2 separate regions of the Bos taurus genome follow, and region 1 is linked to region 2. A link is a contact called in public Hi-C data. All regions are on one chromosome and are shown on one strand. The core of a region is the stretch at or near the end of the contact, and the rest is flanking DNA. Distances in the headings are between cores, read along the strand shown. Region 1 holds the start of RNF20 (ring finger protein 20). Region 2 holds the start of ZNF189 (zinc finger protein 189).

Region 1 (7,365 bases), core at 409-2,908, 160 kb before region 2:
GATTACATTTTACAGAAAAGGAAATAAGAAGGCACTCTCTCAATGATTGATTTTGCTACACTGCCTCTTAGTACATGGTCCCTTAGTTTCCAATGAATGAAAAATCAGTGTATAGCTTTCCACTGCTAAATAACTACAATCAATGCTGAATCTGGCACCAGACTCTTCAAAGAATATGAATATACCCTTAAAAACAAAGATCAAATGTCATTATATTTCTTTTTCAGAAATGAGCAACACATCATTTCATCTACTTTTGGCTGTTTTATCTCCCTCTTCTTTTCAAATCAATTTCCCTTACTCCAAAAGGCTTCCATAATTATTACTTCTAGGTTGCAACTGACAGAAGAAAAGCACACTCTCATAGCATTATTTCCACATACCGTTGAAGAGACACCCCCAAGTTTAATTGTTTCCACTGTGGTCCCTGAATCTTCAACAGCTGTCTTCTTCTCTGGAGGCACAGATGTGCCAGGCTCTCCAGCTGCTCTTTTACTTCCAATTCCTGACATCGTGGCACAAGAAGATAGCTCTTTTCCTGGAGACAAAAAAAAATCTTAGGTAAGATAGGCAAGGAGAGCAACTAGAGTCCATCTATGATGTAAAAACTAGCAACTTTTCCTGTCAATCCTTTAACCCGGGTCCATTAATTCCACACTTAGCAACATGATCCTCAAGTTCCTCTTGGAAAGAGAAAAGTAAATTGTGAAGTAAGAGGCGCAGCTGAATTTACAGAACTACAAAGTTCTAAATAGAATGCTACTAAAATACAAGATAATGGGCAAAAGATGAAGAGACTTAGAAAATTTTCAGGCATCTCATTTCCTGAAATGCCAACAGCTGAAAATATAGTTTGATTTAGAAACATAGAAAATCAATTAATTCTTTAGTGTTGGGAGAATCAGAGAGCTGGAAGAGACCTGGGAGATGTCTACTTAATTATTAATACTGAACAAGCCATATATCATCTCTGAGCCTCAATTTCCTAAAGCAGAAATAACAACAGTATATGCTTCCTATGCTCCTCATAAGGAATGAATAAGTACAGAAAGACTTTAGCATAAGGCCGTACACGAAGCATGCACTCAGAAATGCTAACTTTCCTTTTTATATTTGCAGTTTCCTTATTTCTAAACGCTCTCCCCACCAATTTGTGTCACCCTAGAGAAGCTAGATCTGGGTGTGAATCCCAGTACTAATTCTTAGAGAGCCTTGGAAAGGAATTCTTGATATGCACAATGCAAGTGACCACATACTCTCTCTGCTCTACTCGCCTCCCAGGGTTTCGGAGCTCAAAAGAAGCGGAATAGATGCTAAAGCACTTTGCTACTGAAGGTATCAGCCCTGCCATCACCGAGACGACACACAACTCTGCTTCCAACTGAAGCTCCAGAAGGGTATTGGTGGCAGCGACCAGAGTGGGTCCTCGCCTGGAGAGAAAGGAGGAGGACAATAGCCTCAATCCGACTCCAGAGGAGCCAAGGACCCAGCCTTCGGAGAGGCCAATTACAGGCCCGGGAGAGGGAGGCCTTGGAGCGGAAGAGGGTGGGGATTCCCGTTGCCCGCTGAGTCCCGTCCCGCCCTTGGCCGAGATCTGACCTGAGTTCTTCCAACTTGCGCCGCCCGGGAGTGGAACTCGGGGCAGTTATTCACCAAGGTCCGAGTAGCCCTCCCACCTCTCACCCCTAACCCACAAGTGAAGACCCAGCGAAGCTTCCGGGAGGCGGATCCAAGGGGAGGAAGAAGGGAAAGAAAAGAGGAAGTCGCTTCAATCTGGCAGCGTGAAGGACAAGACTCAACCGGGCGGAAGTGACGCGAATCGAGGGCGCCCCGCTTCCGGAAGTAAGCTCTGTCTAGCAGCTCTTGGGCGCCCGGCGGCCGCTAAATCGAGGCCTCGCTGACGTCAGAGGAAACGTCCCAGATTTTTTCCCGTTTGTTAACCATTGCTACTGCGCGACTTGTTTTTTTTTTTTTTTTTTTTACTGTGAAAAGTGAAAATAGCTCAGTCGTGACCGACCCTTTGCGACCCCATGAACTATACAGTCCATGGAATTCTCCAGGCCAAAATACTAGAGTGGGTAGCCGTTCCCTTCTCCAGGGGATCGTCCCAACCCAGGGATCGAACCCAAGTCTCCCGCATTGCAGGCGGATTCTTTACCAGCTGAGCCACCAGGGAAGCCCTTAAGCACCGCCCCCCCCCCCCGACTGTTTTTGTTGTTGTTTTTTTTTAACCTGAGTACCTTTTGTTTACAGTGCCTATTGTTCTGTTACCTATTATTGGTTCTCCTCAGACTGGCGATTGGCTGATGGCGCCGTCAATCCCCAGGGGAAAGGACTAACTTTTAGACATCTCGGGAAAATATTACTGTGAGCCCCTTCTTGCTGAAATGAAAGGTTCTGGAGAAAACCCAAGAGATTCGGTAAGTTTAGAAGGTTGTAACTATTACAGGGAAATGTATGACAGCTCCGTCTACACATTAAAATCACTTGGGGAGTTTTAGTCCCTCTTGTGTAGGGCCTGGGCATCCACATTAAAAAAAAAAGCATTTCCCCAACTCTCCCCCACCCCCACGAGATTCTAATGTGCAAACGGGATTGACAGTTACGACCTTTGTGTATCTTTTCAACAAGAAATTGACCAGGGAATAAATAAACATAAATCAATAAGTTGTTTTCTAATTAAGCATTGATTTTAGTTAATAACAAACTGCTATTTTCCACTCAATTAAACTGAATGTGTTTTAATGATAGGAAGGTAATCAAACTAATTTATTGATGAAAAGCTGTATGCCTCACAGAGGTATGAAAAAGTACCCAGTAGAGTCAGAATGTAAACAGTGGGAAACAAGCGTTCATGTTTCCTGATACTTAGAACACTTGCCCAGTGGTAAAGAGGCAACTGGTTCCAAATAAACTCTTTGGGTGAAGCAGAAGCCTGAGAACCATGTTCGGGGACCTGTCAGGGAAAGCATTGTATGAAATGACTCTCTCTGACCTCCCTCCTTTGACTTCTTTGCTCTTGGCAAATCTTGCATGCATAGAACCACTGAATGGCATGCAGTGATTCTAGCCCAGAGTTTGTAAAGTTTAAGGTCACAGGCTGTACTTGGCCTACAAGTATGGTTTGTTTATTTTGGACACTATTGACTGCCTTTTAAGATATTTTTAGGACTTCCCTGGCGGTCCCGTGGTTAAGACTCCACGCTTCCAATGCAGGCCATATGGCATTCGATCCCTAATCAGGGGACTAAGATCCCATATGTCACATGGCACGGCCAAAAAATACATAGATAGATAGATTACCAACTTCTCTTGAAAATGTTGAAGGTCTGGCAACACTAGGTTTATATTTTTGCATTGCCACATTGCCTAGAGCTGAGTGGTTATTTTATTCCTGTTTGTGGTGATCCCCACTATTGGTAATTGATTGCCTGACCCTAGTTGAATTTCATTTGAGTGTTATCAATATGTGTTGTATTGTGCTAAATCAATTCCTGGTCTAGGAGAATGTTGTTGGTTGACTACTCAGCATCCACTTCCCCTCTCTCACCTGAATAGAACACAACCAGAATTTTACTCATATGTGCCGGGAGCCAGGGTGAGGAACTCCGCCCATGGCAAAGGTCATGAGGAAGGAGGCTCGACATACGCAAAAGTGGGATCGAGCCTCAGGAGTCCCCCTGGAAATTCTCTAGTATCTACCCCCAAAACCAGAGTCTGCCTACTTTACTACTTTGTGCTCTCACCTACACCTCTGACTTTACAGGGGGCTGTCTCCCACCACCTCTTTTGGAGAAGGAGTTAACTTAGAGCTCCAGTTAATAATAATTCCTGGGCATGATAGGAGTGTTTCAACCTACAAACTCCTCTGAAGGGTCTCTAGCCTGCCTGACAGGCTTGTCCGGCCACATGTGATTGCTCACAGCCTCCCAACCGTAAGAGACACGAGATGCTTTAAACCTTCTAAAAACAAGTTCTTTAGAGAAGTTAGAAAATTATTCGTATAGTACAGTAGGCTGATTAGAAATTGTATTGGTGAAGGGTTTTTCATTTGTTGAGCCAATGTTTTACTGCTAAGTCTCCACATCCCCTGCCCTTATACACATTAATAAATATAAAAATAAGTATTAACCTTTGATATTAATCACGTTAGACCTTAGGCTAAGCAAATTCTTTCCTTAATTAAAACCCACTGTACCCTCATCCTATAGGAATGTAACTTTATCTGGTACCTTCGGAAGGTGGCGTCTGTTTTAAGAGTAATCACCCCTGGAGAAATAAGTGTTCTGGTTGACTGACCGCTATCACAAGGAGAGGGTCATAAATTGTCAGCAGGCTCCCCTGGCCAGAAGATGATGTAACACCCCTAAGACCTCTGTATACATTTGTATGAAGCACCTGACTTTAATAAAAGTCAGGACTGCTGACCCCACGTGACTTTTGTATAACATTTCAGTGTATAAAAACAGACCCTGGAAAAATAAAAAATGGGATCAGTTCCTCGAAAGACTGGTTTCCCCATGTCGTTCTTTCTCTCACCTTCTGGCTGAATTTCCATCTTGAGCGTGGAGGCTCGTCAAGCCTACTAATTATGCCTGGGCTTCTAAGATCTGACCGGGGAGGCCTTAGTGTCTCCTCTCCTTCAGGAGAACAGGAGGACGCCTGTGGCCTACGTAGGTGATGTAAATTCCTTGCCTTGGAATTTTACTAGCTTTCCACGTAAACCAAGTTATTCAGCCTCTTTTCTCCACTGAATTTTCCTACTGAGCTATCCTCATTCTATTACTCTTTATATCTCTAATTAATATTTAATTAAAGCTATCATATCCTGATCGCCGAAGCCGTCTCTCCTTCGAATTTCCCTGGATCCACTGAGGCTGGACCCTGGCACATATGATTATTTATATCAATTTAGACCCCTTCATTCTCTATGTCTTGAAGGAAGCTGACTTCACTTCCCTCTTCAAGGATTGTCTTAATTCAAATAGTAAGTCCCATTCCCAAACCCAAAGTTCTGCTCTTAACAGTGGATAGTTTAATCGGGCTGAATTGCTTGGAATAATGGGACTGAAGCAGTTTACTTATCTTCTGAATTTCTTGTGAGGCCTGAAACTGTTGGAGCCTTCTTGTTACCTGGCTTGATAAGGAAATTAACACAGAGATGGGAAAACTAAAAGAATCTCAGGGATGTTGCTCCACCTGAGTAAACATTAAAATATCTAATTAGCTTTATTGACTAATTCATGAATTGGGCAGCATCCTGTTTAGCAAGTAGAGGGGAGCTCCAAAAGGCTATAGAAAGGGAGAGATTTTTAAAGGTAAGATCAGGAAGTCAAAGACAAAGATTATTTCAAATTTAGGTAGCCTGTCCATAGTGGATGAGAGGATCTGTGTGCCAGTTTACTTCGTCTTCCTTTCAAGGATGGAAAGGTTTACCTCATTGGTGGTGACCAGAAAATTTCACACTGACCAGTTAGGATTACCTTCTTGGAGAGGATTGTGACTGCCATAAGGTCATGTATTAAGTCTTCCTTTTAGCACAAGTGACTCCATTTTGGGCCTCTCATTTTTTTTTTTTTTTTTTTTACAGGGAAATGGTGCCAGGTCAACTCAAGACACCCCTATTCCACCCACACTTTAGAGTGCTGGAGAAGATATTGAGAAGACAGCAGACCTTTATAGAACATTTTAATTCTCACCGTGTAGATAACCAGATTCTCCAGCTACTGGTGAGATCTATTTCTCCCAAGAGCTCCAGTCATGACACCTTCCCAAAAGCCTGTTCTGATTCAAAGAGGTGGCTTCACCCTAGAGAAAATGGGATAGATGAAAGGGAAGATGGCCAAGACCTCTTTCATTGACCATGTTTCCAGTTTCTGATCAGCTAGCACATGTTCACAAGCTACCAGCCCACAATCGTAATCAAGAGAAAAAAAGAATAACCCTGGAAAAATAAATTTGGTCCTCACTACTAAATGGCAGAATGTTGCTGGGCTATAAGAATATTTGGGGGGGAGGGGGGGCGGGGGAAGCTTCCTTGGTGGCTCACATGGTAAAGAATCTGCCTGCAATGCAGGAGACCAGGGTTCGATCCGTGGGTCGGGAAGGTGCCTTGGAGAAGGGAATGGCTACCCACTCCATTATTCTCGCTTGGAGAATCCCATGGACAGAGGAGCCTGGCAGGCTACAGTCCATAGGGTCGCAAAGAATCAGACACGACTGAAGCCAACTTAGCGTGCACAAGGACATTTACTATTCTATACCTTTGAAAGTTCTTGTATTTGATTGCTTGTATCAACATTATAATTTAAGTAATAATCCTTTTTAAAAAGGAGCAGAGTCATAAAGATTTCAAGTGATTTTTTCCAAGTTACTTAATGGACCCTTCTTCAGACTTGTTGCCAGTCTTGGTTAAATATAAGGTTCTGCCACCAGGTGGCAGCAGGCAACGTGCTTTTCACCTCCAGTTCTTCGAAAGCTTTGCTTAGTGATAGTGAACTCGCTCAGTCGTGTCCGACTCTTTGGGACCCCATGGACAGTAGCCAACCAAGCTCCTCCGTCCATGGGATTTTCCAGGGAAGAATACTGGAGTGGGTTGCCATTTCCTTCTCCAGGAGGTCTTCCCGACCTAGGGATAGAACCCGGGTCTCCCGCATTGTAGGCAGATGATTTACCGTCTGAGCCACCAGGGAAGGCCAAAGCTTTTTATCCTCTGTGAAAGTATTAAGCCTCTGCTACTTAGTTGTTCAGATTTTTAAGAGTTAAGACATGGCCAAAGAGTTAATATTGTAAAGCTTTGCTTGTAGAGTACAGTATTAACTCTTTGGCCTGGTGGCTCAGATGGTAAAGCGTCTGCCTGCAATACAGGAGACCTGGGTTTGATTCCTGGGTCGGGAAGATCCCCTGGAGAAGGAAATGGCAATCCACTCCAGCACTCTTGCCAGGAAAATCTCATGGACGGAGGAGCCTGATAGGCTGCAGTCCATGGGGTCGCAAAAGAGTCAGACACGACTGAGCGATTTCACTTTAACTCTTAAAAACCTGAGCAACTAAGTAGCAGAGGCTTAATGCTTTCATAGAGGATAAAATTAAGATATTTTGGATTTTTGTTTACCACCCTGTCTGTGCTTGCTGCAGATGTTCTGCTGTAAGATTTTTGTTGTATCTCCATGCATTCCAGTATTCCGTGTACTCTGGATGGGGTTATTTGTGTACTAAACATGATTCTGCTGCTGCTGCTGCTAAGTCACTTCAGTCGTGTCCGACTCTGTGCGACCTCATAGGTGGCAGCCCACCAGGCTACCCTGTCCCTGGGATTCTCCAGGCAAGAACACTGGAGTGGGTTGCCATTTCCTTCTCCAATGC
Region 2 (6,480 bases), core at 2,609-5,108:
TAATCCTTTAAGGTGTCAGAAATCACCAGAAGTTGTAAGCAGTTAACTAACACAAAATCAGTTTGGTAGCAATAAAGAGAATATATTAGAAGAAAGGGAGACTGGAGGCAAGGGGCTAGATTACAAGCTAGTGCAATAATCTTGTCAAAAGATACTGAGTCTTAAGTATACTCACTCAGTCACCCAAATATTTAAGAAGCATATAATATGCCTGGCTCTGTGCTAAGTGTTGGAGAAATCAAATGAAAGAATACAGTTACTATCCTCTTGAAGATCAGTCTGCATAGAGATATAACATAATAATTACGGTACACTATAATAAATTCAACAATGGAAGTGTATAAAAGACAGCACAGAGAATGGAGTACTGAATTCTGAAGAGGAGGCCCTTATATCTTGGTAGATAATTTGAGATCTGCCAGATGTGAGTTACTTATGTGGTCTTCAAAAGGAGATGACTAAGAAGTTGGAGTTCAACAGAGAAGATAATGACAATGATGATGAAGCTAACAATTGACATTTATACATTGTACTTAATACGTGTCTGTCAGTGTTCTAAATGCTTTACATATATTAACTGAGTTAATGCTCACAATAATCCTAAGATTAGGATTATTATTATTTCCATTTTTATATAAAAAAAGAAAACAGGCACAGAAAGGTTAAGTAATTCACCCATGGTCACAAGTCTTATAAGTAGTGGAATTGGGATTTTTATTTAGGCAGCTAGGCTCCATATTTTCTCTCTACTTAAGTAGAGATAAAGATTTGAGACTTATCATGACATACTTGATTACCTGAGTGTAACTAAGATCTGCCAAGGTAGGTTTATAGACTGAAAGTCTGAGAATGCAAAGAAATAGAAGGAAGCAATAAAGAGTTTCAAATATCTATAAAGAAATGGAAGTCCCAAAAGAATCTACTGTATTTGACAACTGGGTCATTACTGATGAATGTTAAACAACTGAAGGTAAGTGGCAGAGGTACAAAAAGAGGCTTAGAGATAACGGGAAGTAAAAAAGTAGAGAATACACATTAACCACTCTTACAAAAATCTGGCTGTGAAGCAAATAAGTAGTAGGTTACAGGAGCAGCAAGAAAGACTGTTCTGGCGCCATGAACATACCTATCATCAAATTACACGGGTGGGGGGTGGCGGGGGAAGACTGATACATTCTTGGAGAATGTGCAACCTTATGTGTGCAATGAGGGGTAGAAAACTTGAGAGTTCATGTGTGGTGGTCTCTATCTTCTCTGTGAAACAGAAGGTGAGGTCCACCACTGAGTGATGAACCCAAGGAAAACTCAAAGTTTCTGAAACAGTCACTAAAAGAAGCAGGGGTAGGAGCAAATCAATTATAAAAAAATTTGCTGATAAAACCACTGGGTTTTTATATCCAGAAGGAAACCACCTGTATATATGCAGGGCATCAATTCTTTCAGTTACAGAACTTCTCTTGCTGTGTTCAGCAAATCAGGTAAGAGAAAAAGGCAGATTTTATAACCAGTACAGGACTTCAAGTTTGCAGAATGGGTAGAACATAATGACAAAGTGGCAAGACAGCATGCTGGTGATCATTTTATATATAGATCTATGGGTTAGCAGAGATGGCAATGGCAACCCACTCCAGTACTCTTGCCTGGAAAATCCCATGGATGGAGGAGCCTGGTAGGCTGAAGTCCATGGGGTCGCTAGCAATCAGACATGACTGAGTGACTTCACTTTCACTTTTCACTTTCATGCACTGGAGGGGGGAATGGCAACCCACTCCAGTATTCTTGCCTGGAGAATCCCAGGGATAGGGGAGCCTGGTGGGCTGCCATCTATGAGGTTGCACAGAGTCGGACATGACTGAAGCGACTTAGCAGCAGCAGCAGCTATGGTTAGATGAGAAGGTGAAGCAGGAGGGAACTAAGAGCCTGGGAGGAAAAAAGGAAGTCAAGGAACAGGAAAGATTAAGAATAAACAGGTTCAGTAGGAAAGGAGAAAAGGTAGACAGGTAGGAAGTTATAGTAAGCTCCACATGGGCAGAGATCATGTCTGTTTTGTTGACTTGTTTAGTTATAGTCAATAAACATCTACTACCTGAGAAAGACTAAGGTTATTAGTCAAAATACAAGATATTGGGGTTTAAAATTTGCCTGTTATAACAAAATTGAGGGTGTGATCATTGATGTGAAGTGCTTAATAAGAATGGAAAAGCAGGGTCCTTGAAGATATAGTGAGACAGAAGTAATGACTGCATGATGGTGTGGGTTAACAGAGAGAAGATTCCGAAATGTGACAAAATCTATGTGTGAGACACCAAAAAAAAAATAATAAAATAAATAAATTGACAGATGATAGTGAAAAGAAATTAAGAGGGTAGAGCAAGACAGCTGAGACCTCAAAAGAGAAATTACGTTTGAAGGTAGAAAACTAATGCTTTGGGAACAGTACTGAAAAAGTTAGAACAATTATTTTTCCCTTTCAGCCCTGAGACAAAAGATGGGGAAGGAAGAGGATGTGGGAGAATAAGCCGCCCCTGCCAGAGAAGTAGTGTCCTTGGGAAAGTGCCAGGTTTCAGTTAAGGCCAGGAGGGGTAGGGAACACCATGTGAAGAGAAACAGGGGCTCCAGAAGGCAGAGTGAAAAGGGGTGGGAGGAAAGCAGTGGGAAGATGAGCTAGGAGGCAAAGTACAGAGCAATATGGGAATGAGATTAAGAGGATGGAAGCCAGAAAAGCTTGTATTTTGGTCACTGTAAGGACGGTAGGGATGAGAGCCATGGAAACAATTCATGGCTGAAAGGTCTGAATTGGAGCCTTGGAACAAAGCCATTTGGTATGGTACTAGTTCATGTGTTCTGCTTTCTTACAGTTTCTTAGCTATTTTGATCCAAGAAACAGCAGATTCTTACCCAGTGAGACCAGGTTTCCATAATTCTCCATCATGACATCTTTATACAGGCTTCTCTGAGCTGGATCCAGATAATCCCACTCCTCCTGGGTAAAAAACACAGCCACATCCTCAAATGTCAGCAAGCCCTGAAATAGTATGATTTCTGTAGTCAGTTTTGTTGTCTCAAGGACAATTCTACCGCTGAAAGTAGCAGAAACAACCACTTATCAGGGCCGAGTAGGCTAGGAGGAACATGATAACTAAGAGTTACAAATGAGACTCAATTCTGGGAACAGACAGAATTCGGACACCTCAAATTAGAGGAAAACACAGCTGGATCTCTGTCCTCTGTAGTGAGGAGCTTATGGATAAGGTTTACCCAGTATGCCCTAATAATTTACTTTTAGTAAGCTGCACTGAGGCCTTCCCAAGTTTCCTGCACCTCCTCATCCCGTTCCAACTCAATTACGACCCTTTTCAACTCAATTATGTTAATTTTTCTAAGCGTCTACTTTGGATCCAGGCATGGGGCAGGTGTAGAATAACCTCACCTGGAAGAACTCATAAATGAAAACGCTAGTTTGGAGCATTACTAATTTTCTTTAGATTTATCAAGTCGCTCTTGAAAAAAGGAGCCACTGGGCAGTGTGATCGCGAAGGGCTCCCCAGTACATTAGAGGGTACTTCATTGCACCGCGCTGGCCCTAAAGACCCGAAAAGGGGGGTGGGGGCGGTGGCGCGGCCTAGCGAGCTAGGTAAAGGCGAGAGAACAGGAATACTCCGAGGGGCGACTTACCTTTGGCTGTGGCGGGGGACTCGGCGAGGCCATCTCTTAGACAGAAAATCAGGGCAGGAATCCCGGGTGGCCGCACGAAAAGGAGGCCCTGGCAAGGCCTACCCGGCCGCTGAATATTAGGCCCGAAGAAAGTGAGGCCTCTAGGCTGGATCTGGCCAGGTCCTGCCCCGAGCGGTCACGACCCCAGCAGCCTGTCAGAAGCGCTACTTGGCCGCCCCCACCCCGCACCCCCCTGCCTAGCTGTGCAGGCTTCCAGGCCTCGCTAGAGCCGCCTCCCGGTTGCCAGTTCCTGCTGCTTTCAGGAACCCTGCTCTGTGACCGCCCGCCCCCAGACCAGAAGGCGTCACCGGGAACCTTCCCGGGACGCCCCTCAACTACAACTCCCGTCATGCTCTGAGAGAGCGCTGGGGTGCACCCTGCCACGGCCACGGCGACCGAACTACACTTCCCGGAGTGCAAAAGGCGAGGGAGCCTGGGTAAGTCTCAACCGGAAAAGGACACATGCCACTAAGCTTACATTTTACTGGCTGATCTTCGCGTGCCTCTGCCTCCCGCGGGTGGAGCTCTGTTACCAAGGTCTCCCCGAAGATGGCGGCGCTCTGGGTGGCCGGCGTTGGCAGAAAAAGCCTCACAGTGGTAGCTTCAGGGGCGCCACGCAGAGAATTTTGGTCTCGACTCAGGTAAAGCGGAAGGTTAGACCGTGGGTCATGCTCACAGAAAGTAAGGAGAGGAACTGAGAATGATGAACTTAAGACAGGACCATGGTCCTGCGCCTTACCAGAGAAAGGATGAGAAAGTGCGTGAGGGTTCTGAGTTCAGAAGCTTCAGCTCCTGTTTCCGCGAGTGGTGGGGTCCACCTCGTGTGCCCCGAGTTTACTCATCTTAGAACAGAAATACCGCCCCCTTCTCCTTCCGTTTCACTTGTTAATTTATTAGGTAAACCATACTTACTGACCACGTGTTCCAGACGCGGAATATAGTGTGGTGTCGGGCAACTTAGAACATGAATGTGAAAGTGTTCGCTGAACTAAATTCATTTGGGGTGTATTTATTCACAAGAAAGATTCAGAGTGCAGTGTCCTCATTTTGTCCGCGCATTGATTTACTCAAATAGGTATTAAACCACTGCCCTGGCCCAGCATTTCTTTATATAGGATGCAGCAGCGAAACAGAGTCCCTTCTCAGAGCGTGAGTGCTTTGGCAAGAGTAAACCGAGCCTGCACCTGAAGGAAATAGCAATATTTTGCTAAAAGTCAGAAAGCAAGTTAATGACAGGGCTGGATCAGGAATCCCGGTCTCTTAACTCTCCTCATCTGCTGCTTTTTCTGCAGGGCAGAAATTTTGTGAAAGTAAGTCTGTGACTAGTGTTAGGACATGAAGATTTGTAGGAACCTCAAGAAACACTGTATAAGCTCTTAAGTTTCCAACAAAAGCTTTTTCAACCCAAAGGGATTTTTCTCATCAGCTCATGTTTTATTAGCTTTCCTTCTGTTCCATTTTGTTTTGATTCTTTTTTTATATGTGATTTGTTTATTTAATTTTTGGTTGCACTAGGTCTTCTTTGCTGCTTTCAGACTTCTGTAGTCACAGGGAGTCGGGGCAGCTCTCCGCTCCCTTGTGTGGGCTTCTCATTGCAGTGGCTTCTCTCTTGTGGAGCACAGACTAGGTGCCGGGGCTTCAGGAGTTAGAGCATGTAGGCTCAGGAGTTGTAACTCCTGGGTTCTACAGCATAGGCTCAATAATTGTGGCGCGTGGGTTTAGTTGCTCCTTGGCATGTGGGATATTTCCATCCCAAGGATCTAACCCATGTCACCTGCATTGGCAGGTGGATTCCTATCCACTGCACTACCAGGGAAGTCCTTGTTTTCCCTGTATTTTGGTTAGTATTTATTATCTCTTAAATCTCCTTCAAGTTTGTTTCACTGACTCATTTAACAAGTATTTCTAGGGTGTCTACTATCTAGATGTGAGGAATGCAGTTGTTAATAAGATAAACCAAATCTTTGTCCTCATAAAGCATGTTTTGGTGGAGGAAAAAGTGAACAAGTATAATTTCAAAAAGTGGTAAATTATGAAGAAAACTAGAGCAGTACAGGCATACCTTGGAGTTGCATAAGTTTGTTTCCAGATTGCTGTGATAAAGCAAGTATCTCAGCATGTTATACAGATTTTGGGGTTTCCCAGTACATTTAAAGTTACGCTTACACCATACTGTAGTGTTTAATGTCAATAGCATTATGTCTAAGAAAACAATAAGCATATCTTAGTTAAAAAATAGTTTATTGCAAAAAATTGCTAACCATCATCTGAGCCTTCAGAGAGTTATAATCTTTTTGATAGTGGAGGGTCTTGCTTTGATGTTAATGGCGAAGGATAGTTCAGGGTGTTCGTTGCTGAAGGGTGGGGTGTCTGGTAATTTCTTAATATAAGACAAAAAGGAAGTTTGCAGCGTTGATTGACTCTTCCTCTCATGAGTGATTTCTCTGTAGCATGTAATGCTGTTTGATAACATTTTACCCACAGTAGAACTTCTTTCAGTATTAAAATCAATTCTCTCAAACTCTGCCCCTTCTTTATCAACTAAGTTGGTGTAATGTTCTCAGTCCTTTGTTGTCTTTTCAACAATCTTCACAGTATCTTTACCAAGAGTAGATTCTATCTCAAGAAACTATTTTCTTCACTCATTCCTAAGGAACAACTCTTCAATGATGAGGTTTTAACCTGAAACTGAAAGTGTTAGTTCCTCAGTTGTGTCCGACTGTCTGCAACCCAATGGACTGTGCCCTGCCAGGCTCCTCTGTCCGT

What was found. Hi-C and Micro-C count contacts between places; a contact is called where the count stands out from the background.
Region 1: a Hi-C map of liver shows a contact between it and region 2, with 4 times the contacts expected there. The contact joins the promoter of RNF20 here to the promoter of ZNF189 in region 2. A contact is called at or near these places in 2 of 11 Hi-C or Micro-C datasets (liver and skeletal muscle).

The regions. Positions count from the first base shown.
Region 1 is chr8:91,271,312-91,278,676 of ARS-UCD2.0, reverse strand. It overlaps RNF20 (ring finger protein 20), which reads right to left and starts at 1,658. Exons shown (of 20, transcript NM_001081587.1): 1 at 1,600-1,658; 2 at 384-538. The coding sequence starts at 512. It overlaps LOC101906606 (a long non-coding RNA gene), which reads left to right and starts at 2,081. Exons shown (of 5, transcript XR_009495665.1): 1 at 2,081-2,420; 2 at 5,591-7,365.
Region 2 is chr8:91,118,034-91,124,513 of ARS-UCD2.0, reverse strand. It overlaps ZNF189 (zinc finger protein 189), which reads right to left and starts at 3,858. Exons shown (of 3, transcript NM_001099113.1): 1 at 3,676-3,858; 2 at 2,899-2,983. The coding sequence starts at 3,708. It overlaps MRPL50 (mitochondrial ribosomal protein L50), which reads left to right and starts at 4,235. Exons shown (of 2, transcript NM_001046180.1): 1 at 4,235-4,355. The coding sequence starts at 4,264.